Regions from separate parts of the Sus scrofa genome. Here regions 2 and 3 are each linked to region 1. Evidence: chromatin contacts called from public Hi-C and targeted proximity ligation data. All regions are on one chromosome and are shown on one strand. The core of a region is the stretch at or near the end of the contact, and the rest is flanking DNA. Distances in the headings are between cores, read along the strand shown.

Region 1 (4,791 bases), core at 707-3,206:
CAAAGTTCATAACTGGCTGGGAAAGGACCAATCCTAACAGATAAAACGATCATTTGCCACAGAGAAATGCTGATAAGGCTCAGAGTTTTATTTCACAGCCGGAGCACCCACATTTCCATCTACTCTATTCCGTTTACAATCCTACCTGCTCTCCAATCTCAGAGTAACATTTGAGGACCCCATAGCATACACAGAGGCTCCCACACCGATGAAAAAATGCCCATCTGCTGCTCAGGGCCAAAGAGGTTTCCCGATTCCAAATCGGGTGGGGGGGAATAACAGGCGAGGGGGGGAAACTCATGAAACCACCTTAAAGATGACATTAATTGTCTTCGAAAAGGCAGTTCAGATTACTAGAAATGGACAAGTTATTTGGTGGCACAAGGAGGAGATATGAGGAACCAGAAGGGACAGAAACAGCTGCACTCCCTAACCGAGGTCCCAGACCGCAATGAGGCTGCAGACGTGATCCGGGTGCTGGGATTCCACCCAGCCGGACAAAGCTCAGAGCGCCCAGGTAGGGGCCGTCACGCACAAATCAAAACCCAGGAGGCAGTTCCCTTTAGAGGGCGCTCATTGGGTGTCGGAGGGAAACAAGCTCCAACCCCCGAAACGCGACCCAAAGGGGGAGAAAGCAAGTTCCCACCGCCGAGGCCAGGGAGGGAAGCTAGATGCCCGCTTTCGGGCCCGTGGGAGAAGAGACTCCTCCAAGCCTCGGTGCACCCCAGCCGGGGCCCGCGAGGACGAGCGTGGCGGGCTGGAAGCCCCGGTTCTCCGAGCAGCCAGGCGACCCGAGGCCAAGCTCAGTGTCTCAGGCACCTCACCTCGCCCAGCTGCTGCACTTGAGCGCAACCCCTACCAAAATGCCCTCCTGTTCCTTAGGGCCCGCAAGCCGCCCCCCGACCCTCAAGGAGGTCGGGTCGTTGCAAGACTTGGAGTCCAGGGGTCCGCATCCTGGCATTTTGGGGCGCATCCCGCTCACCCCCCAAGGGACCGACGACTGTGCCTCCGCGGGTAGCTTATCCACGCAGTGTCTGCTCCCTTACCCCAGCCACCCGGAACATCAAACAAAAGAACTTTTGCAAACTTTCCTCTCCGGACACTCGCGGGTTTCTCAAAGCTGGGCCCCATCTCCCCAGAACGTGCATTCAATGGAGTAGGAAAGCTGGCGTGGGGGTGTGTGTGTGCTGACAAAGGGACCCCAAAGTTTCCAGGTCGTTCCTGGGTCTCCGGGAGCGCGCGGAGGGGACCAGTTCTCACGCTGCCCTTTCCCGACATCCTCTCTCCGGCCACCCTTCCCCATCGGTCCTTCCCGGCCATAAAGAAAGACCCTCCGAGGGCGAAGAAGTTGGGAGAGATTTCTGGGGCCTCTGCGGTTCGACAAAACTGCCGTACTCTCTTGCTGATCCCGGGGGACCTCCAGGCAACTCCAGGGAGCGGCGCTTTTCTGCGGGAAAGGGAGGAGGGAAGGGGCGGAGGAGCGAGCGCATTTGTCCCAGCAGATCCCCGGGGGCCGAGCTGACACAGCTGGGAGTGGGGGGCATCCCCCAGGTGGCGCTCCCCGACTCCCCGCGGGCTCTGCGCACCCCGCTCGGCCTCGACACCCTATGTGGCGCGCGCGTCCCCCTCCTGGCCCACTCACCGACTCCGCCGACACGCAGGCCACCAAGCCCAAGGTGAGCAGGATCCAAACGCGCCGCATATTCCCCGGGGATCGGCTGCTCCCAGCCGCCGCTTGCAACCAGAGAGAAGCGGAACCTCTTGCTCAGCGCCCGGCGCAGCCCGCGCCGAAGAATCCGGAGCGGAGCAGCCTCCGCGACCGCGGCTCCGGCTCGGGGGCTCGGGGGTTCGGGCTCGGGACTCCGGGGCGCTCGCTTCTTCTTCCTGCGCCTGCTCCCGCTGCCCGCGGCTGCGCTGGGGGAACGCGGCGCCTTCTCACTTGTTGGTTCCTACACTCCCGACGCCGAGTTGTTGCTCCGGGGAGGCAGCTCTCTGGAGCCTTTCTTGCTCTGCTGTAGTTTTACTCCTCCGCGGACTCCTTCCCCGTGTCGCGGCTCGGTTTCTGATTTTTGAGGAATAAATTAGATGGCTTGGAATGTAGCTGCAGCTGAAGTTTGGGGGCAGAGCGGTGGGGGCGCGAGATCCGCGCGGCTGGAGCTCTGGGAGTATCTGGAGAGAAGCGCGTCCGGCAGGGCTAGTGGCTCCGCGGCTGCGCCCCTCCTCCTCCCGCGCCGCCGCCTCCCTCCCAGGGTCCTCCTCCTCCACCTCCTCTTCTCCTCCCGCTCCCTCCCTCCCTCCCCAGCCAGCTTCTCTGGGCTTCTCCGGGCCACTCGGGAGAGGAGGCGGCTGTGTGACTCCCTGCTAAACCCGGGAGAAATTCCTACAGGATTACACCGCGATTGGCAGCTCGGGGGACCAGTGGCCGCCGGCAGCTCCGCGCTGTGGCTGCTCTGGGTCTGCTCGTCTGCAATCTGTGCTCCGGCGCTCCTTTATTTTCTGGCTTCCTTCTCCCCTTACCCCTTCGCCTTTTCCTCTCGCCTCCCCCTTGCTCCTTCTCTATTTTCTATTCTCTTTCACTTTTCTGGAGAAAGATCGGTGAAGCGACGAGACATATTTAGCTTTTCTGCCGGCTGGAATTCGACCAGTAGCAAGAAGCTGCTTTGAGAGTTGGAAAAAACACACACACACACCAAGTTTACAGATGCTTTCAAGCAGTGTAAAGTGTTCATAAATCGCTAGTTCATGAAAATTGTATTTTAAAAGCGAAAACAATAAACGTAATAAACGTGTGTTGAGCATTTCCCACCCACCCTAACGCCCCCCCCCCAAAAAAAAAATCTGGAGGAAAGCTCCCATAAACCCAAAACGCAACCCTTTAAAAGCTCATAATTTCATTAAGGGCTTAAATACCATTTCTGCCTCACACATGGTTTAAGCCCCGAAGGCATTTTATAGGCTCCATTTCAACATAGAGGTGTTAATGTTTGGAAGCTACAAATAGGGCAATTTGATGAGAAATTGGATAGAGACCCTGAACAATAACAGATTGAAGAGAACTTCAAAGAAAAGCAGGATAAAGTAATTTCTAGTTTGAAGAAAATGATGAGCATGTGTTTCCTGAATGGAAGTAATTGGTCCCAAGTATTTTGTGGTGAAGTCTTTTTTTTTTTTTTTTTTTTTTTTTCAGTTCTGTGTCTCTAGTGCACTACCGGACATGGCAAACTCCCTGCCAGTTTCTACCACTATTTTTCTCTCTAATTTCTGGAGTAAATGAATTGTAGAGCCAGTCTGGTCCTAGAATGCCCACTCCAGGAGACCAGCGACTTTTCTGTCTTGTTCACCACTGTATTCTCATTCCTGTTGCCTAAAGATATACAATACATATTTATTGGATAAACTTTGATCTAAAACTCTATACTGCATAAGAGTTGTGAGCCTTTAAGAAACCTAGATGTAGATATATAGACACCAGACCTTGATACTTTTTGAACTTAGAATAATATACAGTCATACTCTACGGAGGATATTGTGAGTATGTATATATGCATGTGTGACTGGGTCACCTTGCTGTACAGTAGAAAATTGACAGAACACTGTAAACCAGCTATAAAGGAAAAAATAAAAAGCATTTATATATATATATATATACTGTAAATATATATATTTACAGTCATACTCTAAGTGCGAACTACAATGTCTTAGCAACCTCTCACCATAAGAAATCTCAGAGAAAGAAATTTAGAGAACTAGAGAGAACTTTAGAGAATGCTAAGTCTGAGACATTGAGCTCTTTGGGTTTTAAGTCCCAACTACCAAGCTCCCAACAGGCAAATCTAAGGTATTGGCAGCCAAAAAGTAACATGGAAAAATGGAAAAGTGAAGAAAAGAAAAAAATATCAAGGGACTGAGCATTGTAACATCAGACGCTTCTGATTCCACCAAAACTGAGCTGGCCCCTGTGGGTCAGTGTGGGTCTGGCTTGGGTCTTGGAGGAATGAACTATATATTTTTAAAATAGATTCTTTGTGGGTTGAACACAGGTAGACATGGCCATTCCCACTTCTGCAGAACTTCCAGTCCAGGCGTCATGGTCATCCTATAACCTCCATGAGTGTGTGTTAACAGCCCCCCTGCTGTAAAAGAGGATCAGGCTACACACCCTAAGTTAGCAGCTTCTAAGGAGGGAGCTTCAAACCCAATTCTATGGATCTCCAAACCTGTGGGTTGGAAGAATTCATTTGTGAGTCATAGAATTTCTTGAGATGGGGAGACTTCTGAAGGAGTTTCCAAAGGACAAGGAGCAATGGTGAGAGAAATGCACAGAGCCATAAAATGTCACTCTGCCTCTTAGAGACCCAGTCTATTCTCCAGGCTTTGGGCAAGGCCACACCCCTTTTCTCCCCAACAGTTAAGAACCCATCAAATAAGTTAGAGTTCCAAAGAAAGGGGAAAAGGCATTTCTCTGCTGGCTCTCACAGCTATTGCTGTTTATTGAGGCATCCAGCTAGAGAGGCATGGCGACTGCTCTCTGATTCAGCTGGGGTGGACAGTGATAAAAATGAATTAGCAGATGCATCTGTTGAAGGAATATATCTGTGCACGTGAGGACATATTCCAAGGCTCTTGACATTTATGAGACTCTCGGTGACTTGGTATTTTTCACAATGGTCATGTAGCCTTGAGAGCATGTACAACAAGGCCATGGTGCTGTTTTGAGAGTCATAGAATATCAGCAATATGATAAACAAATGTTCATGATCTTGTGCTCAAAATGCCTGAACAGGTGTAGTC
Region 2 (4,791 bases), core at 943-3,442, 440 kb before region 1:
ATTAAAAATGTACTCTCTCCAAACACCCAGACCATGGGTTTAATTGCATAGGTACTGATGATTCAATGACTCAGGTTCATATTTTGCAGTTTCCTTATACTTTGTTGCATCATAATTTTTTTTAAGTTGAAAGTACAGTTTATTAGGCAAACATACTGAGGACCTAAGCCCAAGACACAGCCTCAGATAGCTCTGAGGGACTATTCTGAGGAAGTAAGGGGGGAGCATTTACCTTATGGCATCTCAAGTTGAATTTCTATATATGGGAAGCACTTTCTGTATATGGGAAGATGCAAAAGTTTGGGCTCACTAAAGGTAGTCCTTTGATATGCACCTTGACTACACAGGGCCAGGATCCTGTGTTTTCCATGTTGCATCATAATCGTAACAATTTCAGTTTAATATTAATGTGTTACTTTTAACCTTCAGATTAGAATGCTGATTTCCAGAGAGATGATCTATAAACAAATAAACAAAAAAAATCAAGTGAGGATAATATAGAATCCAAGGGAAGAAAGGCTAAAAGAAAGTCAACCTGGTTGAGTATGCCCTGTGCCACTAAGCTGTTTGGTATGATTTTGATGGAGAAGTCCTGTCCCCACAGCTGAGTCAGGGCTAAGATGCATCCAGTGGCAATAACACCTGGAGATCTTGTCCAAAAGTCTGCAGCCTACTACTTTCTACTTACTTCTGGCCAAAGAAAGATAGGCCTGCTCTGGGAGAGGCTGGGAGAGACAGCACTTTGAACTCCACTATCCCCATAAGGAATTTATTCTCCCTGAGACAGATGGACATGGACTGAGGAGAGGGGTCAATGGTAAGAAGCAGTCTCCATTGCAGAGCCCTGCCACTACTGCAATTGTGAAGGTCAGCTAACTTTATGGGATGTATCATCCAATCGAGCATCAGAGGCCTGTTCTGACCCTGCCTTGGACACTGAGCCCTCTGCACCCCGTGCAGTGGTCTCATCAAGACCAATCACGGACACATTCACCTAAACAAATTGGCTTTTCAAGTGTATTGTGATCTGTGATAAGTATTCACCTAAGAGCCCTTTCTGTACTGGAGATCACTGTAAGGAATTTGGTTAAAATTATTATCGATCAGTAGTATCATTCTATTTAAGCAGAAAAGGATGAAATACATAGAAGCCTTTCAGGCTCGGAGGGACATGGGTTTGAAAGTTGTAATATATTTTTACTTCTTTTTAAACCAAACAAAACCCTATTACATAAGGTCATGAGGAACAGGAAAATAATGGATTATCTCTGCCTCATGTTTCGGCCACTAGTCAGTTTCCAATCCTGTTTGGCAGCTCAGGCTGAGTACATGGAATTCACAGCGGTCTATCCCCTTCCAAAAGGAAAAATAGAAACAAATTAGAGGGTTAATCCTTGCAGTCTGATGAACTCCCACTGTCCGAATCACATGCTGCTGAACAAACAGATTTAAAGGCTCTGTTTGCAAAAAGCATTTTGATTATCACCCAAAGCTGTTTTTTTTTTTTCCTCCAAACCCTCTACTTATGTCATCTTGTAAAACAGACAGTTGGGAAAGTATTAAGGGTTGATCCTGGTTAGGAAGAATGGGTTGTCATAGTTACTGTTTTATAAATATGGGCTCTGGACCAATTCCAATGCTGATCATAGTTAGGAAACATCTTTCTAATTAGATGGCCAGAGAATTAAAGTTACAGACTCTGCTGTCAAACAAGAATAACAAAGGTTTCTTAAATTAAAAAAAAATTAATTTAAAAATATGACGACCAAAATTATTGCTACTCTTAGGAAAGAAATAGGAGCATTTTCCATTTCTGGCAGTAAAATTTTTGGTGAAAAAAATATAAAACACAAAAACTTCTTTTCAATTGGAGCCTAAAAATAATAGGAAAGAAATCCCAAATCAAAGTTGCTACTTGAATGTCCCCTTCCTGCCTAGTTACTTTGTCCCCCAAGATATTTCCATAGAGGAATAAACTGTTACAACTTTAATTATGAATGCCTATGACAATACACTAAGATGGCATAAGACTAGTTCTATCAGATTGCTGACTATATTATTTTGAGGCACGCTTTTTCAAATTTCCATAGGCCTGTTTCTGAGAATGAAGAAGAATGCTGAGAGTTTAACTTGCGGGTGGGGGACGGTGTATTTTCAGCTCAGCAATGATGCAATAATGTAAGCTCACAGAAAGGAGAACCCTCTTGCCTCAAGAGCCAGCTGTGTTCTGTTCAGCCACATCCCTCCATGCCGAGCGCGTTGACCCCTGCCTACTTTAGAAACTGAGATCCAAACCCACGGCTCCTAACAGGTGCTCCACATGAACTTATGGAAGGAATAAACAAGTAAAAAGTTGATCTAAGCACATGGAATGGCTTTCCAAATAAAACACACCAATAGACATGTCGCTATTACGTGCTTCATGTTCAGTGGGACAGTGACAGCAAACTGAAAGGCACTAGATGCTGGAGGCTGAGTCCTAAGTAAAAATACACTCTTTGGATTTGGCAAAGTTTGCTGTTTGCTTCACCCCAGTGTTAGGCAGAAATCCGCAGTCACCCATGGTAACCTGCCAGTGGTAACGTATCAAAACTCTCTTCTACCAAATCTGGTGCCTAAACTACAAAAGAAGAGGCAGGTGCACACGCTACACTCATGGTAACGGGGAGAGAAAAGAGGAGACTGAAATCAAGTAGCCTGGCTTCAAATTCCGCCCGCCCTCTGAGCAGCTCTGTGTTTGTATGGACTCTCTGACCCCAAATGCTTCTTCTGAGAAATGGAGTAAATAATAACACTTATTTTATAGGACTGGGTGAGGTTCAAATGAGGTGTGTGGTAAGTGCTTTATAAACTACAAGGAATAACATAAAATCAGAAAGTCCCAAGTGAATTTTGCTCCTCAGTGCCAAGAGTGTTAGTCTGATGAGGCCACCGTCGCACAATACCACCGAGTAGCTGGCTTCACCAACAGAAATTTATTTTCTCACAGGCTGTGAGGTTAAGGTCAAGGTGCCAGCAGGTCTGGTTCCTCCTGAGGCCAATTTCCTTGGCTTGCGGATGGCCTCCTTCTCTGTCTCTTCACACGACTGTCCCTATGTGAGCAGGCACCCCTGGTGTCTCTCCGTGTGCCCCAAACTCTTCTTATTATAAGACATCAATTAGATTGGGGGTCAAAATCAGGCCTCATTTGAACTTAATCACCCCTTTAAAGGCCCTGTTTCCAAATACAGTCACCTTGTGAGGTACTGGGGTGTAAGGACCTCAATGGCGTCGGGTGGCGGGGAGGGGCAGAATTTAGCCCATGACACCAACTCCATATGTTTTAATAGAAAAATGTGATGAGAGGATGAGATACTGAAACCACACTGAAGGCTGATCTGCTGACTAATTAGCAGAATGCCAGAGTTAAATGATAGCATTTGGAGAGAACAATATATTATAATTGTTAAGAAAACAGGTCCATTACCAAATAACACATTTATTTACACCGATGGCCTCACAACATTAACAGCTAAATGGAGTAGCTAATGAACTTTAGATCATAAGAAATGATTCGTATAGCTGCTCTTTTCCTTGGCTGCTGGAACACAATCTTTCAATTTAACAGGGCTCAGTGAAGAAAAGTACCGCTGCTTTCCGAGACTGCTGAATTTTCTATGCCCAATCCCAATCCCTCCCCAATGTTTCTCACTAAACTTTTTCAGGTTATTTTAGACAACCATCCAATACTTACTTGGCATTATATTAACTGTGATGATCGATAACAACAAATATAGATACTATTTATTAATAGCTTGCTACATGTCAGCTATTACGCTATGTGTCTTATTGTCTTATTTATTTGCGGTATATGGAGGTTCCCAGGCTAGGGGTCGAATTGGAACTTCAGCCGCTGGACTATGCCACAGCCACAGCCATGCAGAATCTGAGCCACGTCTGAGACCTATTCCACAGCTCACAGCAATGCCAGATCCTTAACCCGGTAAGCAAGGCCAGGAACTGAACCTGCGTCTTCGTGGTTACTTGCCAGCTTCGCTTCCACTGAGCCATGACAGGAAGGAACTCCATGCTACACATTTTATATGCATTACCTACCTTGTTTTATCCTCACACAACCCTCATTATCCCAACTTTAATGTGGAGAAACTGAGGCTCAGAGAAGTTAATAACTTGCCCATTTAGTCAGTGAAGGAGCTAGGATTCAAACTCAGCTATGGCTAACTCCAGAGCCCATAATTACTTAATGATCTCATGTGGCTTTCTTACTGTAACCCTAACTGGACTTCTAAGTTAATTTTGTTGCTGAAGTTATTCTTTCTAAAGCTTAGCCCACACCAACATCACAGCAAATCTACACAAAAGTGATACTAAAATATGAGTGATGCCTCTAGTTAGAAAAATCCAGTTCTTTTGGGAATCTCCCAAATTATAATATCCTCAATTTCCTAGAATTCTTCCAAGTCACCCAAGAATACCTCTGAGAAGCAGCACAGTTTGAAGGCACAAATCTGATTTTAAATTTGGGAATGTGAGATTTTAGTACATCCCAACATTATCTCTTAACTTCTCAAATGGTTCTTGAGCAACTTAAATGGTTCTTGAGCCGTGCCTATTCACAGTTAATATGGCAAACACAGAATTGCTCACTTATTCTTAGATTCAATAAGCAGGTATCGAGTATACCAAGCAGATTCAGACCAGCGCAAGGCTCATGGTACACACTGAGTGGGATGTGGTCCCTGCCCTGGGCTCACAGTCTAGTGGGGAAAATGAATGGATGCATTGCAAGAG
Region 3 (4,791 bases), core at 1,025-3,524, 270 kb after region 1:
TGAGAATATAAAAGGGCACAATAAATCTTTGACTTAGTGGCAGGGTGTAAAGATTTATAGCATGAAATAATATTTCCTTTTTTCCATTTACCATTTAAACATGTAATCCTGGGCAAATTATTTAACCTCTAGTCTGCTTATTTGTAAGATGAGCCATCGTGGTTTGTTATCTGCCTTAGGATCACGAGACTGAGTAGACCCCCAAGGAACCACATCCGGTATTTGCAATCGTATTATTCCCTCCCACACTGACTGGTGCACTCTGGTTCCTGGGCTACTTGCACATCTGCAGTTGTCCTGGAACCCTGGGCCAGGATGGAAAGAGGCCTGGTGACTACTGGAGAAATGAGGCGGGAAGAGATTCCCGACCAAACCTCAGCTGTTCCAAGTGAGCACCAGATAAGTGAGTGAGAGCCAGTCTTGTGTATTCCAGCCTCAGTAGGTACCACAGGGAGCAGAATTTCCCAGCCGAATTCAGAATTGGGAATTCAGAAAGTGTTTTAAACCACTAACTTTGGGAGTAGTTTATTGTGTATCAGGGCTTTGTGCTGTTGGGTATCCTGAAACCTTGTGAGAAACTAAATTTATAATGGGTCAGGGCCTTCCTGTTAGAGGAATTTTATTCACTTGCCCAGCAGACATTTGCGTTCCTAAAATACAGTACCTAGGGTGGCAGGGATATGTGTCTTCATGGAGTTCTCTAATGGATGAGATCACATAACAGGAAACAAGGAAGAAGGATGAGCTAGGAGGCAAAGCATGGAGCCATCCTGCCTAGCCTTTCTTTGGCTCAGAACCTCATTTTGCCTTTATTAACAACCCTCTCAGAATGGGCTATCTGTGTTGCTGTAATGAACAGTCCTAAAACCACAAGTATTTTGTTGTTGTTGTTTGTTGTATTGTCAGGGCTGCATCCAAGACACATGGAGGTTCCCAGTCTAGGGGTCGAATCAGAGCTATAGCTGCTGGCCTACACCACAGCCACAGCAACACCAGATCCTTAATCCACAGGGAAGCCAGGGATAGAAGCCACGTCCTCATGGATACTTGACGGGTTTGTTACTGCTGCACCACAATGGGAACTCCCAAATACAAATTTCTTTTTAAAACATAGCATGATGAGAGGGATTTAACCTTTGACTCTTCTCATGACTGTGTTCAGCAAGAGAACTTGCTTATATGTGGAGAGCTGTCACTGTGGAGCATATCTTCTTTTGCAGGGAAAAGTTACTTGGATAGTCCCCTCTCTGCCTCACCCACTAATTAATCATTTATTTTGCTTTGCATCCTTTAGTAAAATTCTTCTCCCTTAACAGTTTGTGACACTGCTGCCCCTGGGTTTTTATACCTCAGATGAAACATGTTGGAATTGAGACAGTGAAAGTAGTTATTTTACCTTAAAATTGCATTCAAGGAGTTGCCTTTGTGGCTCATGGAGTTAAGGACCCAACGTTGTCTCTGTGAGGATTCCGTCCTCCTTCAGTGGGTTAAGGATCTGGTGTTGCCCAAAAGGTACAGCCTAAATTGCAGATCCAGTTCGGATCCATTGTGGCCTAGGCCTTGGCTGAAGCTCCAGTTAGAACTCTGGCCCAGGGAACTTCCATATGCCGCAGGTGTAGCCATAAAAACAAACAAAAAAATCACAAGGCACTCAAATTCTCTTAACTAGATTTCCACTAAAAAGTCTTGATGTACAACTTCACCTGGAGAAACTGAAGGTCAGAGAAGGTGTCTCCTGGATTAGTGGGGTAGCACATGGCCCTACAATTAAGGAGTGCCACAGTTTTATCCAGTCTCAGATTCTGGAAGATGAATCTGGATTCTCCCTACCTTGTGTGCCCTTGGACAATTTATGAAAGCTTTCTGAGCCTGTTTCCTCTTCCCTACAATAGGTACGATCACAGTAGTATTTATCTTACAGATTTAGAATTAAATGAAAATACGTCCAGAAACTGCTTAGCATGGTGCTTGGCAGAAAGGGCGCAATTCATACTGCCTCAACTCTCAGAGCTCGTCAGTAACACAACCCAAGCTAAAGCCCTGGTGTCCTAATTCCCTGCCTAGTGTTTCCCCCATCAGGTCACAAGTACCGCCTCTTGGAACCGGGACCAGTTCCAGACCCGCTGGATGGATAAAACCCAGGGGGCTGGAGAGGTGTGCAGGGCAGGAACCAAACACCGGCCGCCAAAACTGCGCCTGCGCGAGCGTCCTCCCTCTCCTCGCGACGTGACGTAGCGCGCCTGCGCACTGGACCCTGCGCGTCCTTTAGGACTTACCCATCAGGCAACGCTTCTGTCTCGGGTCAAAATGGCGAGCAGGCCTGCTGGTAAGTGAGTGGCATCTTGCCTGGCTGACGTCGCAGCGCTTAACCTATTTTCGCAGCAACTTGCTCGTCTTCCTTTGCTCTAAGTGGCTAGGTTTGCGGCATAAGGGAAGGCGGCGGCGGCCCGCCTGAAAGACGCTTGGGTCCTACCCCCTTGCTGTCGCTAGGCCGGGCTCGCCCAGAGGGTTGGGATAGGACCTGCTGTGGTGAAGGTACCCGCGGTGGCTGCCACAGCCCTGGTGTTCAGGCTTCTCGTGCTCGGCAGCCCTTCCCCTCGGCCTTAAAAGAGTTCAAGGGCACCAGGAGATAATCAGTGGCTGACCTTGAACCCAAATGAACTGAGTACTTATTGTGAGCCAAGCGCTGTCATGTGCGTTCGCTCGATCAGTTCTCCCGCCGGCGCGAGGGGGACGGTGGTTAGTTTTCCTTTTAGGCTGGTGAGATAACTGAGGCAAAGTGACCGGAGGAAATAGGGCTGGAAACCTGTTCCACCTTTCGCTCTTCTCAGACTGGGAGTTAGAGGCAGCTGAGCAAGGGTTATAGTGAAGTTTCAGGTTGACCTTGGCTTATCTGGAACGTCAAGTTGATCTGTGGATTTGGAGAAATTTTCATTTATTGTAGGCATTGGGATGAACGTATATTATGGAATAGAATGCAGAAACAACCGGAATATTTAAAACAGGACGTTCTAAGGTAGGGTTTTCTTTTTTCTCTTTTTTGGCCAATCGCTGCCCTCTGGCGGTGTGAATTGGAATTAACTTTTAAAAAATGTTTTCTCTCTGCCCCAGCAATTGTGAAGCTAGTAAGGAAACATCAGATTGCCAGATAAGTTGGTTATCTAAATCACATTGAGCTTTTCAGAGGTGGTGGAAACTTTTAAGAATTCATTACTTCATTAATTGGGCAGCTATTTAAGGCGTTCTGCTTCTGTGCTGCGTTTGGAAACTAGGTAGACCTGGCCTAAACCCTATCACTAGCTGCTTCTGATCTTGAATAAATCTTACTCCTCTTATGCAAGGACAAGAGTGTTGTAAATAACTAGCGAATGGGAGTTAAAGCAGATAGAATAGTGCCTGGCACACAGTGAATATTAATCGTTATTACCATCACTGGTAAATACAGTTGTCTCCTACAAATATGTTTGTAGTTTGTTGACTCTTTGGTAGTTGTTTTCCTAGAAGCAGTGCAGTTATGTGGTGCTTAATTTGCAAAGAGATTTACCAAAGCTGTGTAATCTGGGATGTAATAAGGAGGGTTTGAGATTAAAGAGTTTGCTTTCCTTCCTTGGTAAGGGGCTAGCCCTAAGACAACATTTTTTTTTTTTTTTTTTTTTCCTTTTTTGGCCACACTTCTGGGCCAGGGCTTGATTCCAAGCTGCACCTCCGGCATTCCTTAACCGGCTGCACCACAGCGGGAACTCCAAGACAGGAATTTTAAAAGAAAATTTAAACTTACCATACCTCCTCTTCTGTATCATACCTCTCCTGAAACCTCAGGCACTCTCGCATTGCTCTCCGCCCCTACTGGGTAACCCATCAGGCACAGTCCTGTTCCCAAAGAGTTTTTTTGGTTTGTTCGTTTGTCTTTTTAGGGCTGCACCCTCTGCATATGAGGTTCCCAGGCTAGGGGTCGAATCAGAGCTGTAGCCACTGGCCAACACCACAGCCACAGCCATGGCCTACACCACAGCCACAGCCATGCCAGATCCAAGCCGAGTCTGCAACCTACACCACAGCCCATAACAACACTGAGTGAGGCCAGGTGTCGAACCTGCATCCTCGTGGATGCTAGTCAGGTTCGTTTCCACTGAGCCACAATGGAAACTACCCCCAAAGAGTTTTAACATTACCTGTTTCTTCTCATCTGTTCTCAAATATCCATTCCCTCGGTGGAAAGTTAGCTACTTGGGCGGAGGATAATGTGCTTGTTTTACTTGTCCTCCTTAATAGTAAGTGACTTACTAATGTTATCACAGCCCTCCCAGAAATACATATGTATTTTAAAAGAGAGTGGCCATGTGACATAAAGGTAATATGGAATAAAAATATGGCTGGGGCTCATTTAAATCTGCCAGCGTATCTTGAAATCTCACCTTTTCATACAGCTCCAACTCCCTTGGAAAGTTTACATTTGTTTTCTGTAATCTGTTTCTGAAACTACAAATGATGGGCAAGTTCCGAGTTCCCAGTTTCCCTTCCATCTCCCACCCCTTCAGTTCTGATGGTAACAGGGGAACAGAAGGGAATGGGATAATGGACTTTGAGAAGCTGGAGCGGCAGTAGAGTTGGCCCTCCACATCCACTGGTTCCACACTGGGGATTCAGCCACCCTCATGATCGGAAATATTTTGGGGAAAAAATTCCAGAAAGTTCGAAATAGAAATAGCATTTGCTTTGGATTTACAACCATCTACGTACCATTTATTTTGCATTAAGTATTATAAGCAATCTAGAGATGATTTAAAGTAT

The links. Hi-C and Micro-C count contacts between places; a contact is called where the count stands out from the background.
Region 2: a contact with region 1 is called in a targeted proximity ligation map of alveolar macrophages. A contact is called at or near these places in 2 of 5 promoter capture datasets (fetal liver and fetal skeletal muscle), 4 of 47 Hi-C or Micro-C datasets (alveolar macrophages, embryonic fibroblasts, liver and 1 more) and 2 of 2 datasets of targeted methods (alveolar macrophages and skeletal muscle).
Region 3: a contact with region 1 is called in a Hi-C map of embryonic fibroblasts, with 2.4 times the contacts expected there. A contact is called at or near these places in 1 of 5 promoter capture datasets (liver), 1 of 47 Hi-C or Micro-C datasets (embryonic fibroblasts) and 2 of 2 datasets of targeted methods (alveolar macrophages and skeletal muscle).

Annotation. Positions count from the first base shown.
Region 1 is chr4:40,127,527-40,132,317 of Sscrofa11.1, forward strand. It overlaps SDC2 (syndecan 2), which reads right to left and starts at 1,957. Exons shown (of 5, transcript NM_001315754.1): 1 at 1,643-1,957. The coding sequence starts at 1,702.
Region 2 is chr4:39,689,174-39,693,964 of Sscrofa11.1, forward strand. The region is part of intron 3 of CPQ (carboxypeptidase Q); the gene reads right to left. Among named protein-coding and RNA genes, the nearest start is that of CPQ, 160 kb to the right of the region's middle.
Region 3 is chr4:40,401,030-40,405,820 of Sscrofa11.1, forward strand. It overlaps UQCRB (ubiquinol-cytochrome c reductase binding protein), which reads left to right and starts at 2,275. Exons shown (of 4, transcript NM_001185172.1): 1 at 2,275-2,326. The coding sequence starts at 2,308.